Regions from separate parts of the Mus musculus genome. Here region 2 is linked to region 1. A link is a contact called in public HiChIP or PLAC-seq data. All regions are on one chromosome and are shown on one strand. The core of a region is the stretch at or near the end of the contact, and the rest is flanking DNA. Distances in the headings are between cores, read along the strand shown.

The links. HiChIP or PLAC-seq counts read pairs in DNA pulled down with a chosen protein or histone mark.
Region 2: an H3K4me3 HiChIP or PLAC-seq map of bone marrow-derived macrophages shows a contact between it and region 1, with 6 times the contacts expected there. The contact joins two enhancer-like sites. A contact is called at or near these places in 1 of 39 promoter capture datasets (the C10 cell line) and 5 of 115 datasets of contacts at active chromatin or transcription factors (bone marrow-derived macrophages, embryonic stem cells and large pre-B cells).

The regions. Positions count from the first base shown.
Region 1 is chr5:72,206,723-72,210,379 of GRCm38.p6, reverse strand. It overlaps the pseudogene Atp10d. Among named protein-coding and RNA genes, the nearest start is that of Commd8, 40 kb to the right of the region's middle. Within about 2 kb of position 1,654, at least 11 of the 459 cell types and tissues checked have an H3K27ac peak or open chromatin away from gene starts, as enhancers often do. A contact at or near this core is called in bone marrow-derived macrophages, where this site is marked.
Region 2 is chr5:72,860,185-72,863,841 of GRCm38.p6, reverse strand. All of the region lies in intron 1 of Tec (tec protein tyrosine kinase), which reads left to right. Among named protein-coding and RNA genes, the nearest start is that of Tec, 6.4 kb to the left of the region's middle. Within about 2 kb of position 1,856, at least 35 of the 459 cell types and tissues checked have an H3K27ac peak or open chromatin away from gene starts, as enhancers often do. A contact at or near this core is called in bone marrow-derived macrophages, where this site is marked.

The DNA of each region.
Region 1 (3,657 bases), core at 405-2,904:
AAAACAAACATTCCGAGAACGAGGGCTGATCAGTTAGGACAAGGACTGAATGGATGAGCAGATCCTTTGCAGAGATCTATATGGTCGATTGCATCTTGATCCTTAAGCTGTCCTAAAGTCATGCCACCTTTGCCCGAGAAGGCAGTTCCATTCAGCTTTAGACGACCGATGGTGTAAATAGGGCCAGGTTAGGCAATTACCTGGAGACACTTTTTGTTATGGAAGCCACCAGCAAGGGAAGCTGTTAAATATCCCACAGTACACAAAATGATCCCTCACACAAAAGAGAAATAAATACTCCGCTTCCAAATCAAGAATCTGCTTCGAAACCCAGGATCAAAGCAAGCTATCCTTCTGTTAAAAAGAGGGAGGGGCAGCAAGATGCACAGAACGGACTTCTTTTTAAAACCTCAGTTTCAAATGATGAACCGTTCCAATTCATACTCCCTCACTCAGCCCCAGCAAGATTTCTTAGTAGCCTCAGTTTCTCCATAAAAGATACATGACAATAGTCACACCTACCCTGTCGGGTTGTTATTAGACATTCATAAGAATGTATGTAAGTTATTCGTGTACAATAGACCAATAAACAGTAGGAATACTTCTTACTTGCTAAAGACTAGCGTGTGTGCCATTCAAGGAAAGCAATTGAAAGGCAGCAGGGCTTGAGGCTGGAGAGATGACTCAGTGGTTAAGAGCACCGACTGCTTTTGCAGAGGACTGGGTTTGATTTCCAGTGCTGTCACTCAAAACCCTTGTAACTCCAGTTCCAGGGCTCCAACACCCTTCTCTATCCTCCACAGGAGCCTGCGAGCACATGACGTACATAAACTCATGCAGACAGGCACACACACACACACACACACACAACACAAATAAAAATAAATCTTATTTTTCAAGATGGCAAGGCTCAGAAACTCAAAAACTCCATACGTAAAGGTGAAAATAACATTAAATATCCAACAAAAGATTTCATTTTAAAGTCAAGAAGAATGAGATTCAGAGACTGACTTGACTCGATGTTACAAAAGCAAGTGAGTAGCTGCTCACATCCGGTTACTCCGTCAGCTCCCATGTACCTAGGTGAACTTTTAATAATCTCCGGTATGTCTTTAATTATGAATCTGACAGCAAAGTATTTAAGTCAATCTTAATGCGACTTACTGTGACTGCGAAAATTTCATGTGACTATTACACTACAAAACCAGGTTTATTTAGATGTGAGCCTATTTCCAGTCTGGGCTCATTGGTGGGACTGCAGTGTTTCAGTATCACCCTGAAATATTCTGTTGTCATTACAGGAGTCTCGTTTCAAACTGTCCTCTTCTAAAAGTCTACATCATGAATTATTCACTGGGGCTTTATATATTTTGAAATGTATTTTGGAAACGAGCCTGAAAAAAAAAAACCACACAAAAGTAGATACACTATATAAAATGTATTACAAAATATGTTGAGAATCTTAATGCTGGTTAACTTTGAGGTATTATAATTGAGTTTTATTTTTAAGTCCATCTTTCTCATGAAGATTTATTTTTAAGTAAATCTTCCTCCATTTTCATCTTTAAAGAATAAAATTGACTCTAACCATAAACAGATTACATCCTGTAATTTTGAAACCTACTTATGATGGTGCACTAAATAAGCAGAAGTTAAGAATGCTTCTACATTTAAATTGGAGGGCATACATGCAATACTTTAAGTTTTGAGGACTTGGGGTTCCTATTGTTGTTTTTGAGGGTTTGGGGGTTTTTTGAGACAGGATTTCTCTGTGTAGCCCTGGCTGTCCTGAAACTCAGAGATCTGTCTGCCTCTACCCGCTGAGTGCTGGAATTAAAGGCATATTTCACCTCTGCTGGGCTAAGTTTTTGTTTGCTTTTTCCTTTTTAAGAAAAATCTCAAAAAGTATATGATAAGTAGCCGCCTCTGTGGTAAAAGCTGACCTTCACACCTGGATCCCTCGGTAGTGTCCGTGTTAATCTTTAGCACCATGTCAGATTAATATTGAAGAAGGGTACATGCTAAGTTCTACCCAACAGGAATTTCCTATCAGCAAACACAACACCATTAAGCTTACTTCTGTGTGTAACAGGAATCTGCTGTCAGGAAACAAAAGGTATAAGCCTAGGCCACACAATCTTTAAGTATTAGACACTGGACTTTGGTTGCTTTACAAACTCGGCAGGGGTTGGGGGAGGGATGGTATGTGTGTGTGTATCTGTGCGTGTGTGTAGATGAGTTGTGTTTTCAATCAGCTGGATGGAAACACAAAGGTATTATTAGTACTGTAACCTGCAGGACTTGGCACCTTGGCCTGACTAGGGGCAGGAAGGGAATGAAGGAAGCATAAACACACGCATAGAAAAGCTTGGGGCCAAGCGTCCATGTGGTAGCAATGACACAGCCACCTGGAACCTCTGCAGGTTTATTATATATAGCCCAGTGGGAAGAGTTAGCTAGTCTCAGTAGTTCTCTGTAGGCCAGCAGCCTCAGGCTGTTAACATCCGAAAGGGAGAAGAAGCTACAGTTGCTAGTTTTTGCACACTCTGAGTTTTTAAACACTCACATACTTACACACACTATCAACATTCCCACTCTGGACCCGGGGAAGGCTTTGCCAATCTCAAGCCTGACCAGTATGGGAAATGCTTTGCCATCCCCATGAATCTGAGGCGTTGGTTCTTGACATGCTCATACCGACATGCTCATGCCCCATGTGGATAGTCTACATTCAGTCAAGGATCCCCCGCTCCCTACACAGTAGGAGTGACACTGTAAAAGGGGTGGAATTTTCTTAGAGTCCTTTGAGAGGTCAGGCCTGCCTGTCAAAGCCCAGGGAATAAACTGGCCTGCTCACCTGAGTATCTTCCCTAAGCTTGGTTCCCAGAATCACCCCCAAACAGAATCTCACATGGAGCTTAGCAAACACAGGCTCAGTCTTTCTCTCTGCCAGGCCCAGGCTGTCCTGTTCCCAACTCAGGAGGTGTACAATAAGGGCTAAGAAATGGTATTGCTAACAAGTTCGACCTATTCCATTGCCCAGGCTGAGGGACCACCATAATGTGGTAATTCAAGCCTACTGTAAAAAGCTTTACTCTTAAGTTATGACTTCCTTACAGAATATTATCCAATGTTCTTTTTATGCAGCTAATAGTTTTCACCTCTGTGTATATTATTCTTAAAATAACTAGTCACAATATTTTCCTAATATGCCAGAAATAGTATTTTTGTATGAGTAAACAAGACAATATTTAGAGCAAAGGAAAATAATTTGAGAAATGATGAGAGAAAAAAAGTAAATAAAGAAGATGAGTTTCTTCTGTAGCTGAAAAGGAATTCTTAAGGCTCTAAAAGATTATATGCACTTAAAACATAAGATATCATAACAATGTATAACACCAAATGTCTTCGTAAAGGTCTTTCACAGATTATTACATACACACACACACACACACACACACACACACAATGTTATGTAATGTGCGTATACATATATGTATGCATATTATATATTTATTAAACATGAAGCAAATAAGCACATCAACTCAAATTCCTAACCCTGTCCTTTGAGGCAAGCAGCATTCCTGGGCATGCACTGAAGAAGACAGGCATCTCTTCATTCATTATGGTGAAGGCAAACGATGATGTGCGAGGGGA
Region 2 (3,657 bases), core at 607-3,106, 650 kb before region 1:
TGCCTTCGAAGACTCAGTCACTTGGGCCACTATGTCTTGCCCACCGGTAAAGCTCAGCTTCTTTATACATGTCTAACATCTCACTTTGAAGGATTCTTGTTGGTGGCTGTGTAGCCTCGGGAGCAAATACAATTTCTCTGGAGGCCAGCTGCCTTCCCAGAACCCTCTCTTCCTGCTCTCGTGGGTGCCCTTCTTGGAATGTGTACCAAGTTCCTGTTTCTGGATTGCTGAACTGGGATACTGACTTACCCTGCCCATAGCAACTTTCCCGGCCCCAGCTTACCAGCTGAGTCACTGCCTAGCCTTCCTTCTTGAATCATGACCTCCAGCATTTTCTTCCAAGAGCCTCATGGCATCAGCGTTCTCAGAGGTGACACACAGAGGAATGGCCCCAAGCATCAGCCTCCATAGAAGCAGGAAGAGCATTCTTTCCTGGTCATTTCAAATGCCGGCTGGGCGGACCTCTGTACGCTTAGATGGCAGGTGCGCATGCGCCAAGGGAAGAGGCGGACCACAAGCAGTGGGCATGGCTGCAAAACAGCCAGAGCTCGTGGGACTGTGGTGACTGAGAGAAAAGATCATATCAGCAAAGAGCCACGTTGCTGTTCCCCAGTGGGTGCCTATATGAATGCATGCTTATCTGGGAGAAGCCTATTGGTCTATTATTATTATTATTATTATTATTATTATTATATTTTGTCATCATGACTGCAAAGTCATCATGACTACGTAGTCCAGGTTGGTCTTCAACTTATGATTCTTTTGTTTTAGACTTAGGAGTGTTGAAACTACGTACCACCATGCCTACTGGGCCTTTTTTTCCAAAAGGAAAGTGTGTGTATGTGTCATCTACCTGTCTGTCCATCTGTCTATCCATCAACCTGTCATCTATTTTCTGCTTTGTTTTGAGAAAGGGTTTCTCTTTGTAGCCCTGGGTATCTTGGAACTCACTATTTAGAGTAGGCTGGCCTTGAACTCATAGAGCTCCTTCTGCCTCTGTCTCCCAAGTGCTTGGATTAAAGATTTGCATCATCACACCGTTCTCCCCCCCCCCCCCCAAAGCCATGGCTTTCCTAAGCATGCACTGGCCTAGAACTCACCCAGTGTAGCTGAGGTCAGCCTCATATACATCCGACTCTCATGTTTATGTTAAAAGACTGAAGCTGTTGAAGCTCCATTTGCACACGTAATCGTTTTCTCCACAAGCTTATGTATTTCACAGGAACTGGTTTTGCCTTCTCAGCTGTCTCATATACACTCTTCTAGAGAAAGCACAATATTAAAAACACTCCGGTGACTTTCCCCAGATAATTGTAGACACTTTGCAGTTAAGAAAGATTTTGTTACAATTAACCATGCTCTGTCCAGTTGTGGAAATTCCCTGTATCCCTGACTTCAGTTTCAGGTTGGCTGTATAGACGGAAGCATAGAATATTTGTGTTCTTCCCGGCGTATTGTTTCCCATATTAGTTAGAAATATTCTTCATGGAAATGTGCTGCTGTTGTTTCTATTTCCCATCTATACTTTTCCTTAGTGTAGAGTCATTGCCTTGGCTTCTGTGGTAAAGCCAACAACTTGATAGGGAAGGAAGTACACGTGGTTAGATGGTCTATGGTGAAGGAGGCAGACCTTTGATTACAGCACCATATATATATATATATTCTCGTGTAACTAGATCCTTCACTTCCAAGGTTAAACGCTTTTGACATGCTTAGCTACTGAGTGTCAAAGTCACAGGCTTTAAATCCCCATTCATTGTGTACGATGCAAATCCTGCAGGCTCCTGTTAGATATCCCACTCCCTTCTAACTCATCTCAGTGGTCAGCAGCTTTACCTCTTCCCCTTTACCCGTCACAGACTTTTAAGCAGGAGTCTGGTACTCTTTCCTTAGAGAGCCTCTGCTTCCTCATGTGGTCTCCAGTATTAGATTTCAGGCACAACCCGTGACATTTCCACATGGGCTGGACCAAAAATGGACTGAACCTTTTATTTTTTATCTTTTCTACACAGAAGTGATTTCTATAGGTCCTATGCTTTCTGTTCCCCTTTGGGGACTATTTTTCATAGCATCACCCGGGGAGTAAAGTGCTTCTAATTTCTATCAATGGCCACTGGAGGAACATAAGCATAGCCAGGAAGAAAAGCTTGCTAGCTGTTTATTCTCACGTCTGTCTGCCCTGTTCCTCCTTTTGGTCCTCTGGGATGGACGACAGCCTCACCTGTGTAGAGTGGGTTTAGCCAGATGGCTTGAGGCCATGTAGGCAGTTGTTGGGTTGCAGGTCAGGTCAGAAGAAGCTGGCAGACTTGTGTGTGTGGTGGTGCACACCTTTAATCCCAGCACTTGGGAGGCAGAGTTAAGAGGATCTCCTCCGTGGGTTGGGGGTCAGCCTGGTCTACATAATGAGTTCTAGGATAACCAGGGTTACACAGTACACAGGGTTACATAGTGACAGAGAGAGAGAGAGAGAGAGAGAGAGAGAGAGAGAGTGTGTGTGTGTGTGTGTGTGTGTGTGTGTCTCGGGCCTGGGTCATACATTTTGTTTAGACTTTTGGTAAGTCTCCAAGGGTCCTTAACAAAGGGTGGAGAGGTTTTGATGGTAACTTTGTATCACTCTTTGCCCTCCTCTATCCTTTCTCAGTCTTCCTGTGGCAAACTAAAAGCTTCTCACTCATTCCCCTATTCCTCTCCCGGGCAAGTAAGCCCTGCTCAGTAGTGCATGCAGGCCGACACAGGCCGCCAGGGGCAGCCGTTTGCCATAAGGCGCTAGGGTGGAGGGAATTCTTGCTTAGATCTTTCTTCCCCAGACATCTGTCCTGCTATCTTGTTCCCATGTTTAAAGCCTCGACTGTGTTTCTCAGTCAACTATTAACTGGAATTATGTCCTCATGCTTCAGCCTTTCCATCTATTAAACAAAGCATAACGACACGTAATTAATAACCCACTTCAGAAAGGTACACAGCCGAATGCTTGTAAAGAAAACTTTGAGCTGTTCTGAGAGTGTTTTATACACATTCACGAGCGATGAGGTGGCTTCTTCTCTGTTTGGCAAAGAACACCTATATTGTGCCCATTTTATAGACAGGAAAAGTGAGCCTTGCTGAGGATCAGAGGGTAAATTTAACATAATGTCTACGGGATTTTTCTCAGACTTGTTAGGACAAATAAACTATAAAATTCTCCCTCCCCACTCCAGTGTGTACATGTGTGCTTGCGTAGCTCATGTATGCTTTAATCAAATGCACCATTTGGGGGATTCTGCTACTACTTTTTAGCTTCATTACTTCTCCTTCATTAAAAAAAAAGTTCATGCTTGAAAAGTATATTATTTTTTTCTCTTTTAAAAAAAGGCTTATTATTTTTATGTTCATGTGCCTATGTGAGTTTATGCACACCATGTGCACGTAGGTGCCCACAGAGACTGGACTGCATCACATCTCCAGAACTGGACTTAGAGACAGTTCTGACCCACCTGCTATGGATCCTGGGAGCTGAACCCAGGTCCTCTGACAGAGCAGGGAATGCTCTGAGCCACTGGAGCTCCTTGTTAGTTTCCTTAAAGAAAATTAAGGCATTCAGGGGGAAAAAAGTTTCACATTCAAAGTGATTTTTGGAACTGTTCTATATACAGATATTATATGGAACCCGTGGGAGTT